3 separate regions of the Zea mays genome follow, and regions 2 and 3 are each linked to region 1. The links are chromatin contacts, called in public Hi-C maps. All regions are on one chromosome and are shown on one strand. Each heading gives the region's core, a stretch centred on a gene start, on an enhancer-like site or on the middle of the called end of the contact. The rest is flanking DNA. Distances are from core to core; before and after follow the strand shown. Region 1 holds the start of LOC100383971 (chaperonin10). Region 2 holds the start of LOC103654204. Region 3 holds the start of LOC100272705.

Evidence for each region. Hi-C and Micro-C count contacts between places; a contact is called where the count stands out from the background.
Region 2: a contact with region 1 is called in a Hi-C map of ear, with 2.0 times the contacts expected there. The contact joins the promoter of LOC103654204 here to the promoter of LOC100383971 in region 1. A contact is called at or near these places in 3 of 25 Hi-C or Micro-C datasets (bundle sheath, ear and leaf).
Region 3: a Hi-C map of root tip shows a contact between it and region 1, with 3 times the contacts expected there. The contact joins the promoter of LOC100272705 here to the promoter of LOC100383971 in region 1. A contact is called at or near these places in 12 of 25 Hi-C or Micro-C datasets (bundle sheath, ear, endosperm and 5 more).

Annotation. Positions count from the first base shown.
Region 1 is chr4:181,555,492-181,558,218 of Zm-B73-REFERENCE-NAM-5.0, reverse strand. It overlaps LOC100383971 (chaperonin10), which reads right to left and starts at 1,369. Exons shown (of 5, transcript NM_001176584.1): 1 at 1,150-1,369; 2 at 409-588; 3 at 124-279. The coding sequence starts at 1,326. It overlaps MIR164f (microRNA MIR164f), which reads right to left and starts at 2,638; the gene lies at 2,531-2,638.
Region 2 is chr4:181,787,562-181,790,288 of Zm-B73-REFERENCE-NAM-5.0, reverse strand. It overlaps LOC103654204, which reads left to right and starts at 1,311. Exons shown (of 2, transcript XM_008681036.3): 1 at 1,311-1,827. The coding sequence starts at 1,559.
Region 3 is chr4:181,697,406-181,700,132 of Zm-B73-REFERENCE-NAM-5.0, reverse strand. LOC100272705 reads right to left here and starts at 1,416. Exons shown (of 5, transcript NM_001147158.1): 1 at 761-1,416; 2 at 11-131. The coding sequence starts at 1,198.

The DNA.
Region 1 (2,727 bases), core at 120-2,619:
ACGTCATGCAAACACAAGGGTGAGCCAACCTGACCAGCGATGCATACTTTTACTGGAACAAGCACAAATACGACGAGACTGTGTAAACCAGATGTCAAGACCGAATAAATATGAGATCACCACCTTGATTAGAACACGGTCGTTCAGAGGCTTCATGTCTTTCACGTCATCAGTTTCTAAGATACCTATAACGTCATCCTCTTTGAGAACCAGATGGCTGTGATCGTTCAACGCGACCTCGGTTCCAGCGTACTTAGAATACACAACCTGAGCTCCAACCTGAAGTGGTAGCAAATGCACATGTTAGCATGTACTCTCTTTTTCGTGCCGACAATGGGGCAAAGCTTGCTTGTATTAAGGACTATGACACCAGAGCAAGATACACAGATAATTCAGATGGAAACAGACCTGAATGCTGACATCAACTTTCTTATCCCCAATTATCCTTCCTTCTCCAACAGCAACTACCTCGCCACCTTGAGGTCTGGACTGAGCAGTCGTAGGGAGCAAGATTCCACCAGTTGTCTTCTCCTCGGAAGAGTTAATCTTTACAAGCACTCTATCAGCCAAGGGCTTAAGTGTTGTATACTGCAATGAATAACAAGGCATAGTGTTTATTCCTGCAAAGCATTAAAAATAGACTCTACAAAGCAAATGAAATTATCTGTGCCCAACAGCAGAGCCAAGAAAATATTAAGTCTCTATTCAAAATTATAAAATGTTTTGGCTTTTCTAGATACATAGCTTTTGCTATGCATTTCGATACACTATGTAAATTCACCACATGTAAGCATGGAGTAAGGTGCAATTCACCACATGTAAGCATTAATGAAACCACAACCATACATTAGTGTAACTTAATCCACAACACAGATACCAGAGTTTCGAATTCTAAGAAGCTAACCATAACCTAACAAACCAGCATTTCAAAACCCCAACCGTTTTGCCTCTATTCCGTCAAAACCAAAGCCAAAGGAACCTAGTCAGTACCTCAGCGTTCACCAAAGACTCTCATCGATAACTTTTCGCTCTGCTGCCTCGGTAAGCATATGCAACAGCACGCAATTCGGTAATAGCCAATAACCCAACCCACTAACACCATTCCCCCATGAAAACAGCACCATCAAGCTACATTGCCTGGCCACGCACCTTGGGGGCGACGACGGTAGCGGCCCTGACGACGAGGCCGCGGAACGCCCGCCGCGCCGGGCAGACCTCGCCGAAGGTCAACGTAGAGCGAAGCCGGAGCGCACCGGTGGAGGCCTTCCCCTTCACAGAGAAGGCCGCGGCACCGACCCCCGCGCCGGAGACCTGCACCGACGCCATTCCTCGAGCAGATAAACCCTAGCGGATAGCACAGAGGACAGCAAGAGCGGCGGAAGACGCAGAGGAGCTGGAGAAGTACTTTATCCCCAGGGAGACGCCACGATTCTAGCAGGCCCGTGGTGTAGCCCTCTTTTTACCCTGGAGGGGCTTCGACGCGGCCCACTAAACTCTGGGCTGAGAAGGCAGTCGTCTCACTGAGACTGGCCTGTGCCCGTTTAGTACTTTATTAGTTTCCTAATCGCGGTTTAGTATTCTTGTGTGGTTCTATATTGGAGAGTGAGTTTCTAGTTATAGTCTAATTTCACTATATAATCCACAAAATTAAAGTTTCTAAAAATACCCAACCAAATTACCCCACACTCATAACATCCATTAAATCCACTAAACAAATTACACACGGACTTAACTCACCATGGTTCAGATTGCTAGATAACCCTCTCTCACTTACTCAATCAAATCCAATAGATAATATCATTTAGATCATCTCTCATCCCTCCCCCTCCCCTGCGACTCTGTTGGAGCCTCCCCCTAGCCCGCGACTCGCTACACCCTCCCCTCACTCGTGTAGCCCGTCAAGCCCTCCCATCACGCCGCCGCCACCATTGATCCATCCCCTCGGTGAATTGTAGGGTTATCATGGATTATATGCTAGTATCACTATGTTGGGTGCTCCAAAGCTATCAAAAGAGGGACATACTAATCGAAACGGATGAGACATATATTTCATAAACCTATCAATATTTAATGTTGTTTTAAATTAAATTATTTTTGTACTAATAATATTTATTTAAACACTTATACTAATTACTAGTAAAATATTTAATCTAATTAACTTAAAACTAATCACTCAATGTTCCATTATAATTAGATTTACCAAACTCATATACTGAAAATCCATACTTATTACTAAATTAATCATGAAATGAAATCAATATTTATTAGTTTAATAATATAAATGTTATGAATATGGCCAACGAAAATTATACTCACAACATTCACAGGCGTACTCGGAGCGGAGTCGGAAGGGCCGATCGAGGCGAGAGTTAGCTTGCGTAGGTGTTTTATTAATTTCTTACCAGCCCGCCGATCGATCCACGCCGCCGGTGGTAATACGCGGTGCCCCATGCATGATCGATCGAGCCCTCCCAATCGCGAGGTGCACGGCCGGGGCCGGCGAACAGACGATGATGGGGGCGAGAAGCCATGTTGGAGAAGGAGCGCACGTGCTGCGACGACCACGTACGCGTGCAGCCACAGGCCAAGCTGCCCTAAGGCTTCGACTTGTCGGCGAGCACGTGCCCTGCTTCTCCAGCACGGTTTGCTCGCCCCTCCGCGTGCACGGTTTGATCCGCCATGGTACGCCCGATCGATGAGGTAGACGATGGCCACGAGGTGCGTGGC
Region 2 (2,727 bases), core at 62-2,561, 230 kb before region 1:
CTCCAAGGTAGGCGGCCAGTGATACTCCAAACTGATGCAGCCTCACGGAAGTGATACATGGTACTGCATCAGCAAAATATTCAGTTGGAACGTGACGGCCAGTGCTACTCCAAACTGCTTCCTCTCTCCAAGGTACCTACGACATGCATCATACACCCCATACCGCGCTGATCTGATGAAGGGAGGAGCGCAGTGTAGATCTGCTGGCGACGTGGAGGAGGAAAGGGGGCGGCGGCAGAAGTAGAACCGGTGGAGGAAAAAAGGGCCGACGAGGGAGGAGAAGAGGGGGGCGGCCAGGAAGGAGATGAGGCGACGATGGATTCACCTGACTCAATGGACGGCGACGAAGCTCCTCGCGGCGGCGGCCGGATGGAGGAGATATTTCTAGTATATTGGTATCTATAGATGTCCAAACAGTGCGGGCCGCCCGTTTGGCCCGTGGCACGGCACGAATTTAGCCCGGTCCAAACAAGGCCCGGCACGGTCGGTTACGGGCCCGAGCCGGCACGGCCCGTTTAGCGGGCCGGGTATGGGCACATACGGCGGCCCGCGTGCTTTGGCCCGGCCCGGCACGATAAATGGGTCGGCACGACGGCGGCCCGCATATTTATGTAAATACTAAATATGTAAATCTCTCGTAGTATGTAAATACTAAATACGCGGCCAAACATATATAAAATGCATACATAAATATAAAATGTATACATAAATATTTTGTTGTCTTAATATATATAAATAATATGTTATTATATATGATTAATTATGTTAAATATATGTATTTATATACCGTTCTACTGTTGGTTCGGGCCAGTGCCCGGCCCGGTCCGTTGAGGCCCATCGGGCCAACGGGCCGGCCCGGCACGATTTTTCCCTATGCGTGCCGGGTTTGGGCATGTCTCTAGGCACGTGGGCCAGCCCGACCCGGCCCGAAGCATCAACGGGCCGTGCCTGGCCCGGCCCTATTCGTACCGGGCCGAAACGGGTTCGGGCCGGGTCCGTGCCGGGTGGCCCGTTTGGACATCTATATTGGTATCTTAAGGCTCCACGAACCACTCATCCTCCTCCGCTCGTCAACCAAATACCGCTCCGTTTCTTTTTATTTTTAGTTGTCGCAGGATAGTTTAATTTTCCACTATTCAACGACAACTAAAACGAAACGAAGAAGTACATCATAAATGAGAGCCAATTAAGATATTTGTTATGTATTATAGACTGTATTGTTTACAATGTAAAATTAAATATAGCTACGAGAATAGTTAAGAGGTTGAAGATAGCATAAGGGAAGTCTAAATGATGGTACGTAAACAAATGAGAAACAAATGAGAATGAAAAAAAAAGACCGAAAAAAACTGCTCACATTTTTTCCCAGCTCGTGCCTCCTTATAAAAAGGAGTAGTCGCCATCGGTGCTCGGCTGCTCGCCTCCCCCGCTCTTTCGGTTATTCCCGTGCGCGTGCGAGAGAGAGAGAGCGGAAGAAAGAAGAGACGGCGGCGGCGGCGGCGAAGGCGTCGGCTTCCGTTGGCAAGGCCACGGGAGGGCGCGAGCCATATCGATCGCAATGGAGAGCGGGCGCGGGCTGGGCGGCGGCGGCCACCGCGGCCATTGGTTCGGCCTCGTCGCCGACTGCGGCTGCGCGGCCTCGCTGGCGGAATCGCCCTGCCGCAGCGGCTCGTCTACGGTGGAGCGGGACAGCGACATCCCCGCAGAGGCGACGCAGCGGGAGTGGGACGGCGATGAGGTCGAGAGCGACGACGGCGAGGTGCAGAGCCCGTACAAGGGCTCCTCCTTCGACACCATGGACGTGCTCCAGGAGGCCCTGCCCTTCAGGTGAGCGTCTATTTCGCCAGGGGGGACGGATCTTGATCGGCCTGGTCGGCCTATTTGGGCGGCTCCCTCGAGGGATTTATGGTAATATTCAATAATTAGATATTTTCTATATTAAAATTCGAATATAAATCATAACCAACAATAAATAATCAGGTGTTTGTTCTACAACAATTAACCTAATAGGTTAATTAACAGTCTAATAAAAAAGGCAGCACACCTCTACCATATCTAACATAACAGAGATTAGATCAAATAATGCGTACTGATTAGACGTACTGGTAGAGGACATGCGTCGAAGCAGAAGGGTCGACGACGTCGGCGGTAGGGTCGACGAGAAGAACGCGAGCAGTCACGTGAAGATGCTTTCCAAAAATCTTATTCACCTCTCCCAGTGTAGGATCTCAAAGGCGATGAATGAGTTCCTGAGAACTGCTCTCTCGATTGCAGATGCACGTCGACGCTCGGGATGAAGAGTAGTACGATGACAACACAATTGTGAGCAGAGGCGAAAACTTAACTTAGGTTAGGATGCCTTGTGGCAAGGGCTGGCTGGCGCCTTATATAGGGCCACGTCCACGAACCGATAAGCTTGGGATCCGTTCTGATCGTGATCCGATAAGGACTCAAATTCTTATCTGGTTCCATCATTCCCTTGCCATACGTGGCCTTTTGTCATTTTCCTAGGATCTAATTGAATTTCTCAATTGGGCCAAGTCTATAAATCCAACAGGTAATGTGGCCACATGCAGTTTTACTTTGTCTTGTTGATAGACCTGATCATGGGTCATCCGATCCGACCAACCCAACCCGTCCGAAAAACCAGACCAAATCCGACCCGATCAATACGACGGGCGGGTACGGGCCATTTTTTGACCCGCAACAATCTATGGGTCGGGTACG
Region 3 (2,727 bases), core at 167-2,666, 140 kb before region 1:
AATTGCAAACCTGTAATGACTACATCTCTCAAATTCTGTCCATGAATGAGGCTCCCAAATCGTGGTCCTTTGCGCTCCCGCCCATACCCATATGACGGTAATGCTGGCATCAATGGCCAGTACTTCTCATCCTGTCCAGAAAACATCACAATGCCAGTTAAATAAGCTCACAATCTGAAATGTGGGCATTTGTGCCCCCAAATAAGCACCATAGGCATCTACCAAACTCTGAATGCATGCTAGTCTAGAGTCAAGATGTTTTCAGCACAAAGTATCGCCGTTTTGTTTCATAAAATCTTTATGTTTTTGCAGAAGTGGTGAGTTCTTCTGAGAGAGTAGGATGCAAAATATTTGGATGACAAAATGGGAAGAATGAAAAACTGGTCGAAGGATTTCTGGAAAAGGACTCAAGATTTAGATGTGGAGGGCGTCCTTTAGTTTTGTTGTTAGTTGCTCTATGGTTTTTGTTTGTAATAGTTCGCTTGCCGTTAGGGCCGGTTTCTGACGTTTTGGAGGAGTGTTTTCTTGTTTTCGCATGCTGGTAAACCCAGCAGCAATCAATTCATGATGTTTGTCGTCAACTAGCCAAATCATAAACTATTCTACTGGAGAATAAGTTAATAACTAAGCAATTTCCGCACGACATGAAAGCAGCATTAACTTTTGGTTGGAGGCTTGGAGCGTAGAAAATGCACACGAGAAGATCTATCTAATTACTAAAGCCCCACGGATAAGTTCATAGAAACAGTAAACTCTTTACCGTAATGCCAAGGATTTCCGCGCCCTCGGCAAGAAACAGCGTCATGTGGCTGGTGAGGTTGAAGGGTGCCGTGAGCCAGCGCCCGGGTGGCACATTGAGCTGCCCGCCGCCTCGCTCCGCGAGCGCCGCGATGGCCTCGACAGCACGCTCGAACGCCGCGGTGTTGACCGCCCGGCCGTCCCCGACGGCGCCGAAGTCCGTGATGTTGTACGCCGTGGGGCGGAGCCGCGGCGCGGGGCGCGGCGGCGGAGGCGGCACCGACAGGAGCCTGAGGTACCCTCCGCCGCCGGCGCTGCCGAAGGACATGGAGGCGCTCTGCCATAGGAACACGAGCGCGAACCCGACGACCCACGCAGCGGCGAGCAGCGCCTTGTTGGCCGCGACGAAAGCGACCGCGCCACGGCGCTGGTAGAGCCTCCCCCCGCCCGTGTCCACCATCGCGCCGTGCGGTCCCTGCGTGCCCCCCTGTAGCAGGCGGCGGCACGGCGGGGCTCCGCTCCTCCGAGATCTCGCGACCTAGGTCGGAAACGGCAAAGCGCGGCCTTGGCTCAGTCGGTGGCGCAGGGAACGAGGGTCTCGTGCTCCCGGGGGAAGGCGGGCCGTGGGGGAGGGGGTCGGTGTGGGAGGGCAAGAATTTCCGCCATCGGAGGTTGGTGAGGAGGTTTTATAGGATGCGGCAGAAGCCGTTTGAGTGAAGCCGACGCGATAGGTGGTGGGATGGCTGCCGCATTGGGCCTGTGCTCCTGGCTCCTCCCCATCTTGGGTGGTTGTGTACTTGTGTGCGCCGCCGGGCAGTGGAAGAAGATGGCCAAAATTACTATGCTGCCACTGTGAACCCTGGATACGTATGGGCCCTTGGATGGAGATCGAACGGTGAAAGATACGTATACTTTGTTCTTGTTGATGATGATGGATTAACCTGCTTGGTGCAGGCGGTACGAGTAGGGGTCCTTGGCTGCCCCTTAAACTATACATACAATACGTAGTTGTCCCCCCACACTAAGGTTTGAGTTTATTTTAGATCAACCTTTAATTGAACAACCATTGTTATCGGTTGTGAAAACTTACGTTTGTGATCTCATTTATACATCTGTTGGTGCCATTTTCATTGCGCTGTATATTTTCGAGTTTTTTTTTTTGCTTGTGTTGTTCGTTTGACATACATGGATTAGGTTTGTTGGCGAGCTTAACTGAATTACTGACAAAGTTTCGTAGTGCTTCAAGCCCCTCTACCGCTGCCGAGTCTACGAAATCTCGCTAGAGCTTCTTCTAAAATTTTAAGCGTATATATATAACGTAGAAGGTACTTCTATACTACAACGATTTAGTTCAATCCATTCTAAAAAAAATTATGGCTCCGTCACTGGATATGTCGTGTTCCACTAAAATGAAAATGATTTATAATATGATGGAAGTTCGAAAAAATCGTCTCTACCCCCCACCCCCCAAACAAATTTTCTTGTAGTTGGACAACAAGACATGCAAAACAGCAAAGGTCTCCGTTCTTGCTTTTGTTCTTCATTCAGGTGGCAGCTGCTGGCGGCTAGGCTACTCACGGCAGCATCGTAGTACAAGGCCTTTTTTCTCCCTGCAGCTCATCCACATTGCAGATTTGCAGAGGGATAGTTTGGTGTGAGCTGGTGGCCATTTCGCCGTCTCCTCCTGACTTGGGTTTGACGCAGCCAGCATAGCAGGTGCTCGTGCTCGATCTTTTGGTGACGGAGACGGACGGGTGAGCCGTTCCTGTCGTCGTTAGGCGAATAAAGCTCGCCGCCGATCAGCATCACCACTGCAGCGGGTCAGGGAAAACACAACGCCCGTCCTTTGGGTTATCCTGTGCACCTACCTGACGTTACAGATGCATCGATTGCAAATGCTGCGGATGAGGGGCAAGGGGGCCAGTACAGCAGAGGCGACGAGCTTCTCGTCATCAACTTTAGTTTCTAGAACATGAACTGTGTAGATCG